2 separate regions of the Mus musculus genome follow, and region 2 is linked to region 1. A link is a contact called in public promoter capture Hi-C data. All regions are on one chromosome and are shown on one strand. The core of a region is the stretch at or near the end of the contact, and the rest is flanking DNA. Distances in the headings are between cores, read along the strand shown.

The links. Capture Hi-C pulls out chosen DNA fragments and counts their contacts.
Region 2: a contact with region 1 is called in a promoter capture Hi-C map of adipose tissue. The contact joins the promoter of Six5 here to the promoter of Nectin2 in region 1. A contact is called at or near these places in 3 of 39 promoter capture datasets (cranial neural crest, liver and second pharyngeal arch cranial neural crest), 1 of 484 Hi-C or Micro-C datasets (nephron progenitors) and 4 of 9 other capture datasets (adipose tissue, liver, macrophages and 1 more).

Annotation. Positions count from the first base shown.
Region 1 is chr7:19,746,827-19,751,660 of GRCm38.p6, reverse strand. Nectin2 (nectin cell adhesion molecule 2) reads left to right here and starts at 2,088. Exons shown (of 9, transcript NM_008990.3): 1 at 2,088-2,446. The coding sequence starts at 2,359. It overlaps Gm34744 (a long non-coding RNA gene), which reads right to left and starts at 2,091. Exons shown (of 3, transcript XR_881878.3): 1 at 1,712-2,091.
Region 2 is chr7:19,092,394-19,097,227 of GRCm38.p6, reverse strand. It overlaps Six5 (sine oculis-related homeobox 5), which reads right to left and starts at 2,684. Exons shown (of 3, transcript NM_011383.1): 1 at 1,810-2,684; 2 at 209-996; 3 at 1-72. The coding sequence starts at 2,591. Dmpk (dystrophia myotonica-protein kinase) reads right to left here. Exons shown (of 15, transcript NM_001379257.1): 14 at 4,596-4,681; 15 at 3,407-4,278. The coding sequence ends at 4,119.

The DNA.
Region 1 (4,834 bases), core at 839-3,338:
CCTGAGTAAGACACTCTGTCTTGGGAAAAAAAAAAAAAAAGTTGGAAGCTACAGAGCATTTACTCAGTGTCTGTCATTTATACCACTAGCCTCATGCCACGTTCCTTGCAAACCTGAGATATTATCTGGATGTCATGTTGCATAGCTACTATAAACACCAACAAACCTCACACTGCTCCTTCTCTGGCGGTGGTTTGGAAAGAACCTGTGCCTTAGTTTACTTTTCACACACGGTGACCCTCACGTGGTGATCGTCGCTGATTAGAACTGGGTCTGTAGACCACAGTGGCTTGGAATTCTGTGAGATCTTTCTGTTTCTGCCACCTAAGTACTGGGATTACAGTTGTGCAGCACCAACCCGACCCCCTTCCTAAGATTCTTGTGAGCAACAAAAGAATTTTGAATAGTGTCCATTGTGGACCTGCCTCTTTTCATAACCCTGACCTTTGGCACCAAGCCACTTTCCCTTCCCATGACTCAGTTCCCCTTCCTTCTCCACGGCTTGATCGGGGACTGCTTGGGAGAAGACTTACACGAGGGCCTGGTGGGCAGACAAAGCTAAAACCCTTTATCAACAATGTTGTTAAAGGGGTGTGGCAACAGCTCAGAAAGGAGAGAGCTAGCTCAACTTGGAGTCAGTGCATGCCTACAATCCCTGGCTGGTTAGCCAGGACGACAGGAGATGCCATCTCATAAAACAAAACCAAGGTGGGTGGAATGGCTTCAAAGGTTGTGCCACCAAACTTGGCTACGTGAGTTGGGGCCCCGGCACCCACTTGCTGCTTCCAACTCAAAGCAAGTTGTTATTTGCCCTTCAGAAGTCAGCACGGCCTGCACACACACAAAATAATCAGCAAGCAAACAAATAGGAGCATTAACAAGAGTGGAAAGCAAGTTGGTCAGAGCCAGGGTCCACTCCTTGGGCCTTGCCACATGGGAGAGGGGCTTCATGTATGTGGCCGGTGGAGAAGGGGCCCTACCCCAGCCCAGGTGGCTCTCTCACAAGAAACCCCCAAATGCCTGGCCCTTGGGGAGGATTTGGCTGTCAGGTACTTCAGCAGCGGAGTACCTGTTCCCCTCCCCCATCCCCAACAAGTGGACCTTCTCATTAGCTCCACTCGGCGGCCCTGGGAATGTGAAAAGGCGGGTGGGGGTGGGGAGGGTGGAGCGTCTACGAAGAGACAAAAGGGCCGCCTCAAAACCAGCCACAAAGACCACAGGATTCTGGTGAGATAGAGAAAGTGGGACAAGGACAACCGGAAGGGACTGGTAGGGCCAGAGGACAGACTGACTGGTCCAGCCCCACCCAGCGGGGTTCGGCCTGCTGGGTTGGTTTATGCTGCCCCCTCGCGGAAGGCTGCGATATAAAAAAAGGATACTGGGTGGGAGGGACGCAGAGGCCAGATGCAGGGACAGGAATATTAAGAGTGACACAGAAAAAAACTATGAGACAAGAAACAGAAAGTGACAGGGACGCAAAGAGAGACGCACACAGTCAAAGGAATGCAACGAGACACGGGGACTAAGTGACATAGGCACATGGACAGACAAAGAAACACCAGAGCAGAGCCACAGAGAAACATGGGGATGCGGAGGGAGACTCAGAGGTAGAGAAAGAGGAGAAATCTGGAAAGAAATGATGCGGCGACACGAGAACCCAGGGCAGAGATCAGAAAGAAATGGGGTCCACTAAGAAGTGACCCCGACCTACCACAGCAGCAGGACTAGGAGAAAGGCTGGGACAGGGGTGTGGCCTCACCAAGGGGCGGTGCCTCAGGAAGGGAGGCCCTATGAGAGCCCACATACTCAGGCTAACCAGAGGGCAGTGGGGCGTGGTCTGGGCGAGAAGGCATGGCTTCTCCTGGTGGGAGGCGACCGGAAGTTTAGAAGGGGGTGTGACCGCGTCTCATTAGAGTGACCAGTAGGGGGCGCAGTGGGTCTTCCCGGGTTGTGTGTGGGCGTGGCTCCATGTCGAGTGGGCGTGGTCAAATAGTTAATTCCAGGAGAAGGCGGAGATAGAATCGTGGGGCCAGACAGGTGTGGGACGCGGGATGGGCGGGGTCTTAGCCCTGAGAGGGGCGGAGCCTGAGCCCTAGGATCGGCTTGGCGAAGAGGGGCGGGGCCTGTGACGTCATGAGTCCGGCCCGCTGGAGCTAAGCGAGGGGCCGGGGGGCGCGGATCCTGAGAGCCAGGCGAGGGAAAGCTGGGCCGAACGAACTGATCCGGGGAGCCGTGAGCGGCGGAAGCCGGCCTGGAGCCGGACACTTCAGACCCCTGACTGCCCTCCCAGCCGATCGGTACACGAAGAGTGGTCCCTAGGCACCCCCTGCCCGGGCCCAGTCCCTCCCCGGGCCCCCCATGGCCCGGGCCGCAGTCCTCCCGCCGTCCAGATTGTCACCGACGCTGCCGTTGTTGCCGCTGCTACTGCTCCTGCTTCAGGAAACAGGTGAAAACGCGCGGATGCCTTCGTCAGTCCTCAGAAGGGAGGGAACGGGGCATCGTCCCCCACCTCACTCCCAGCTCCCCGAGGCCCCTTTCCCTCGTGCCCCCTTCTAGGTTGGCCCTACTGATCGAGATTCTCGCAACACACCGGGCTCTCTCTCCGAGTCTCCTAACCTCCCTCTCTGCACCTCGCGTAATCACAAGTGTCCATTCTAACCCGGGTTTCTGACCCCCTCCACCTCCCTCGGCGTGGAAAGGGTTAAATCCTCCCCATCCTGTGCTGATCACTTATCCGGAATCTGGATTTCCGTCTCTGCTCTCCCCCCTCAGGAATGTGGAGAATGTTCCCCCCACTCACACTAGCTGGAGGGTCGTGATGGTGAGGAGGGACGACACCCCCCCCCCTTTTTTTTCTTTTCCTTCTTGTTGGGTTGGGCATCCGAGGCCCGGGGAGAATTGGGCGCGAGGGGACCCACAGTCGAGGTTCCCAAGACGAGTGTGTGTTGGGGGGGGGATGAGTTCGGTCTTTGGGAGCCCTTGGCAAACCAATGATGAGAGTTGGGGGCACTCAGGGGCAGGAAGGGTGTGAGTCTGGAGTGCAAGCCTCAGGGAGTTTACAGACACTGACCCCTGGGTTCTGGGAAAATTAAGAGGTTCTGCCTCCAGGATCTCAGAAGGCGAGCCTAACCCGGGTCTAGATAGAATTGGAGAAAAGGGGTTCAAACTTGTGGGTCTTGGGTTTAACTGTGGGCAAAGAGCTCTGCTCGCTGGGGTCCAGGTGCAGTTAGGGTCCAGAGGCACTATCTTGGCAGGTTCGGATTTAGCTGTAGGCAATGGAATTTAATGATCAAGGGACTCTGACCTTTACCCCTCTGCCCCCAAATATAATCAAAGGCTTAAAGACGTAGCCTGAAATTGGGAACTTAGTCGGCTGTGTCCCAGGTAGAGTCAGAGCCCGGGAGGTTTGCAGTTTTCCTCCCCTTCCCCCTTTCCTTGTGAGTGGCAACGTCCCTGGGGAAGTTTTCCGGTATCGCTTTCACCTAGTTTGGGAGGGGCGGGGCGGGGCTGGAGCGCTAAGAGTCCCAACTCCTGGTTTCGGGACCTTATCTCTCCTTTGGTCACGCCTTTGTCCTCGAAGCACTTGGAGAGGTAAATGGGAGGAGCCTCCTCTCTAAGACTCGCTCCCCTTTCCCCACCCCCCAGCCCTGGAGGGGACTTGGGGCTCTGCGAGGCCAGGGGGTGGGGGTGGGGGATGGGGTGAGGTGTAAACAGGTGTGCTGACCTCGCCCCGCCCCTAGCAGGTGACCTGGCTGTTTCTTCCTAACTACACACTCTGGGATGGGGAGCGGGGAGTTTCTGGAGAGTTTGCTCAGAACGGGGATCAGAAGGATCGTAGGGAGAATGCCTGTCACTTTTGGCCTCGTTTTTTCTTTCGTCACCTCCTTTGAGGTCATTGGCCTTGACCTCCCAGATAGATGAGATCTGTACCTGTCCCTCTGAGTGAATTCTTAGAATCCACCCGTGTGGTACCTCATAGCAGATTCCACAGAACCCCAGAGCAAACCTTGTTCCCCTTCCCAGCCTGCGAACGGGGAAACCGAAAAGGACACTCTCCCAAGGTTCCACTCCCGTCCCTTGAAAGCCTTTGAAAGCCAGCAACCCAATAGCCAGGCTGGGCAAGCTCCCCAAAGTGCTTCCTATTTCCTAGACCTGTGGTGACTGTCCCTTCTCTGTTGAATCCCTGGGGGGATTTCCTGGGGCTGGGCCTTCCCTTCGAACGTTGGGGAGAGGACCTTGGCCTTTCCTAACCCATCCTACTCCTATCTCCACTTCCTCATTCCTTCTCTCTCCCTCTCCTTTTTCTTTTTTCATTTCCCTTTCCATCTCTCCCTTCTCTCTCTTTCCGGGCTCTTTCTCCTTTCTGTTCTGTTTGTCCTTCCTTTGCTCTCTCCATCTCTCCCTTGCTTTCCCTACATCTCTTTCCCCTGGCTCTAGCTGCTCAGCCTCCCTGCTTCCTGGCCTCCTCTGGGAATGGGGCTTACACCACCTGGACCTCCTGCTGGAGCCTGAGCCTCCCTCCCCACTCTTCCCTATCTCTCTCTGCTCATCTATGTCATCCAGGCAGCCCCACACAGTGGCGGGGGAGGGGAGAAGAGGGGATGGCAGGCCTGGCTGTCTCTTCTCGTTAGGGAAGGGGAACTGAGCAGAGAAGAAATGGGGGAGGGGGAGGGGGGGGCAAGAGACAGGATGGAGAGCAGGGATATAGGAAGAGGAGCCAAGAGAGGGAGGGGACGGGGATCAGACCTATGCAAGGATGGAGTAATGCAAGGATGGAGTCATGCACAAAGAATGAAGGAAGATTGCAAGGGAGGGCAGAAAGATACCAGAAAGG
Region 2 (4,834 bases), core at 1,435-3,934, 660 kb after region 1:
TCTTGCCCTGCTGCACAGCTACCCCAGTGACAATGGGGCTACCAGACACAGGGTTGGCCAGGAGGAAGTTTCCTGTAGAGAAAAGAGGTGGAGTGGAAGATGCTGGGTGGCAGGCAGGGGTGCCAGTAGGCTTAACTCCAAGAGACTATCAGGTGGGAGACACCTGCTCCCCAAGCCCACTCAGACCCCAAGAAAGCAGAAAGGGTACCTGGAGCAGTGGACGAGGGAAGTTGCAGCGCAGTCACTCCCACACTAGAGTTTATCAGGTGCACATTGGTAGGCCCCGCTGCAGCTGCCACCTTCACAGGACTGCCTGGCCCAGCTGCCAACAGCTGGAGTGGCCCCACAGCCTGAGGCAGGGTTACCACCTGAGAGGTGGGCACCACCTGGGGCAAGTTCAGCCGTGGGGAGGTGGGGCTCAGGCCTGTTGGGTACCCAGAAGAAGGGGAGAGCGGTACAACCTGAGGAGCAGCCACAGCAGGCACAGCTCCCGGGGTCAGAGGAAAGGTGGAGGCAGGTGGGGGGCCTGGGACTACTTGGGGCAGGGCTCCTGGGATTTCCTCTCCAGTAGTCCCATGAACCCCTTTGGTCTCAGGGGCCTCAGACTGAGCCTCATCCAGTCGAACCTCTCCTGTCTGAGGGTCCAGGACCAGAGAATTCTTGGCCTCACTGACCCCTTGGAGACTGGGCTGTGGTTGAGGGGCACTTCCTCCTGTGAGTAGCAAGGGCCCCAAGCTGGAGTTCTCTCCTAGGGCCAAGCTATTGATAATGACTGGGCTACCATTGAGGAGCACTGCTGGGGGACTGCTGGCGGCCAGGAAGCTCCCATTCACTAGGATAGAGGAGGAGGCAGGGCACGTTGCAGGAGAGGTGGCCCCCGCCAGGAAGATGGAACTCTGGGCGGGGGCCTCAGCAGCCATGGAGGCCACACCCCTCTCCAGGTCCTCTGGACTGCGGCTGGACTCATCCTCCGTAGTGGGGTTCCCATCAGACTCGCTGGAAGGAAAAAGGGTTACGTCTTTTTTAGGTTTGAAGGTTTCATCGCCCTAGGGGCAGAGGCAACCCAAGCTCCGATTAACTATTTTAGCCCTTCAAAGAACCCACCCAAATCCCAGGGTCTCTACAAGCCTGCTGGGGTTGACAGCGCGGCGGGTATGCTAAGCTGGAGGAAAGTTTTCCAGTCGCCTTGGCCTGCAGCCGAGCACCCAGACTGCCCCAAGTCCCCTGGGTCGGCAGGCGCGTGGCTGCGGAGTGAGGCAGCAGCTTTTACTCCAGTTCTTCCTCACCCCCCACCCCCACGGCGTCAGAGACCAGAGCTAGAGGCCTGGCGCTGAGGTGGGAGGGGAAGGGCTTGGGTTACAGGGAAACCGGAGCCGGAGAAGGTTCACGTTTCACAACAAAGACAAGCGACAGACCACGCTGTTTGGGCTGGAGGGGGCGTGGGGGTGGGTGTAAGTAATGGTTACCGAGGGGCCAGGTTGCAGAGGCCCCAAAAGCGGGTCCCTACCCTGGGTGCCTTAGACAAAGGCCCCTTTCCCTTCCTTACTACCGCTCCTCCAGGGATACCTCACTTTTCTCACTGCCCGTCCCGCCCCCGCCCCCCCCCCCATTCCTGGCACTGCGTTCCCAGCTTAGAAGTAGCTGGAACAACCTCTGCCCCTGAGGCAGTGATGCCCAGAGAACCCAGGGTGTGCCTGGTCTCTCCACGCTCAGCCTATGCACTCGCCGACGCCACCGAAGAGGGATGTGAAGGGTCACTTGCGCAGACTCCAGCGGCCACCGAGGAAGGAGGGTCGGTTCCCCCCTCACCTTTTGCAAGGCGCTCCACCGCCGGTCCCAGTGCGGTCGCGCTGTCGCCGGTTCTTGAACCAGTTGCTGACCTGTGTAAGCGAGAGGCCGGTGAGCGTGGCCAGGCGGCGCTTCTCGTCAGGCGTGGGATAGCGGTTGCCGCGGTAGCAGGCCTTGAGCGCCGCTCGCGAGCGCTCCTTGAAGCAATAGACGGTCTCCTCGCCATCCCAGATGGTCTTGGGCAGAGGGAACTTCTTGCGCAGCCGGTATTTGTCCACAGCGCCCAGCGCACGGCCACGGGCCCGCTCGGCCTCGTGGTAGCGCGCGCGCAGGTAGAGGTCCTGCAGGAAGGCGTGGTGGGCGGCGGGGAAAGGGCGGCTCTCGAGAAGTTGGTAGAGCTCGGCGTATTCACCCCGCTGGAAGGCCACTAGGGCCCGCGCGCGCAGCACCGGATCGCTGCCACGTAGGCGCTCGGCCGGGGGCAGCGCGCCCAGGAAGCGGCTCAAGCGGCCGGCGTGGCCCGCCTGCAGCAGCGCCTCGCACACGCATGCCACCTGTTCGGGCGAGAAGCGAAGGCCAGTGGGCACCTCGGTCACGGTCTCCCGGGGAGACCCCGGGCCACTCGGGGACCCAGAGTCCGCCGCCGCCGCCGCATCTCCCGCCCCGGCCGCCGCCGCCTCCCCCTCGGCTGCCTGCAGAGTCTGCAGAAGCTGGCGCGCTTCCTCCTCCTGCTCCTCGGTCGCCGCCGCCGCCTCCCCCCGAGCCGCGGGCCCCGCGCTCGGCTCCGCAGGCGAGGTAGCCATGTTTGGCAACTTTGGAAAGTTCCTCCCTCCTTTGCCGCCTCCCGCGGGCTTCCCCAGCCCCCTCCTCCGCCCAGTCCTCCTCGCCGCCCCCCCCCCCGGTCCCCTTGCAGTCTTCTGGCCCCCTCCCAAAGACTAGACCCAGCTCTGCACTCGGGTCTGTCCTTGTCCCTGTGTGTCCGCCCCCCTCCCGGGCTGTCAGGATTCTTTGTTTTCCCTCCGTCTCTGGCCGCGCTTTTGGCCTTCCCCCCTTGTGTGCCTCTGACTCAGGGCCTCAGTTTCCCTATCAGAGCAACGGAGAAGGTAATGGGCCGTCCGGAGGGTTAAGGGCGCGAAGCCGCTCCCATCTCCCGGGTCCCTTGAAGGGCCCCCTCCCTTCCCATCTCCGCGCCGTGCTCCGCCCCTCGGAATTCCCGGCCCCGCGGGTAGGCGGTGGATCTAGCTGGGAGGAGGGGCGGGGAATCGCGCTAGAAAGTTTGCAGCAACTTTTCTGGAGTGTCGGTCCAAAAAGCGGATGCGCGTGGCTTGCGCAGGCGCAGTGGGAAGATGGTGTGCCCGCTGCTGGCCCAACCCCCTACTTTTTTCCAAACTTGAGTGGCACAGCTGGGTCACAGCTGGGGGGGAGGGTGGGGGGCGGTGGTGTCTCTGGTGGCTTGTTGCTTCTCTCCTACTGGCTGGATGCCTAAGCCCCACCCTTCAACCTGATTCGTGCGCTTTGCCTCCCCTCTAGCTCCCACTCAAGCCATTGGTTGTCTCTATTGGACTCTCCATTGGCCTGCGGGGCGGTTTCCTTTCCACAACAGAGATATTGCGCGGGATTTAGGGCAGACCAGAAGTATTTTATTCGCAAGGGTCGGGAGTGGAGGTCGTAGGTGGGGACAGACAATAAATACCGAGGAATGTCGAGTCTCAATGCATCTAAAACGTGGGTCCCGGAGTCTGTCAGTGAGTCAGATAACAAGATCAATAAATACCCACACTGCTTTGGGGGAGGGGGGAGTGCAGCTGTGGCTCCGTTGTTAGAGTGCAGACGTGTACACGGGGAAGGAGTTGCAGCAACCCCCAGGAGTGAGGCTGTCCGAAGCCAAAGACTCCGTGTGTGCTGGCAGAGGTCTTGCTGATCCATCACTATGGGAATGGGATGTCCCTGGAAATAGGGGGCTCATGCTTATGGCTTGTAACTGATGGCTGGGAGAGTGAAAAAGTGAAATCGGATGAGCTGAGCAGTTTGCCCATCCACGTCGGGGCTGAGTAAAGCAAGGTCGGCGAATGCCCAGCTGCTGCAGCAGCGGTGGCTACCAGCTCTGCAGGAACCAGGGGTGCTGGGCACGAGCCCTGTTCCTCCCTCCCCGGCCGCCAGGTGGCAGGCCTGGATCACAGGAGCGGAGCTGGGTGGGGACCCAGGCTCACAGAAGTGTGGAGCGGAGCGGTGGGGGGGGGGGGGGGGCGCGATGGGCACAGAGACGCTTTGGGTCGCTCCCTGGTCGCTCGACCTTCCTAGGAGGCCTAAATGAAAGATGGCTTGGAGTCTTAGGGTTCAGGGGGCGAAGGTGGCTCCCGGGAAACACCAGACTGGGGTGAGACCGCCGGTATAGGCCACCAACCCAGTGCAGCCCAGTGTGGCGGCAGCAGCCAGAGCAGCGGCGAACAGGAGCAGGCAACGCGCCTCGGATAGGCCAGGCCTAGGGATCTGCAGGAGAGAAGGTTGGATTAGCACTAGGCTACAGGGGCCCACTGGCTCCTGGGAGCCGCCCAGCCTATACCCATAGATGGGCCTCTGAGCGCATCTCTGGTCCCCACAGCCCGCAGCTAAAGTTGGTCTGCTCGCAAGAAAGAGCTCCTGTTGGAACTCGTCATTGGCTACTTAGCAGCAGCCTGTGTTGATTGGCCGCCCGAATACCCCCCCTCCCTGCGGTGGGCCGAGCTCCACAGAGGCACAGCAAGCAGTGGTGACACTCAGTGGGCAGAGCTAGGCAGAGGCCCGTGGTGGGCGGACGTGGGACATACCCTGGCAGGGAGCAGCAGGTGACGGCGGTGCATGGGGCCTGGCCCCACCAGCGGGCACTGGCCCACAGCCACGGCCGGGGGGCCATCTAGCTGGAGAGAGAAGGGACAGGTGACCCGATCGGAGCCCAGCAGCAGGGCGAGAGGCAGTGCGGGAATCTAGTCGAGGCCAGAACGGGAGTATAGGGAGTTCCCTTGGGGAGGATTTGGCGAGAAGCCTGAAACGAGGGAGAGCTGGTAGA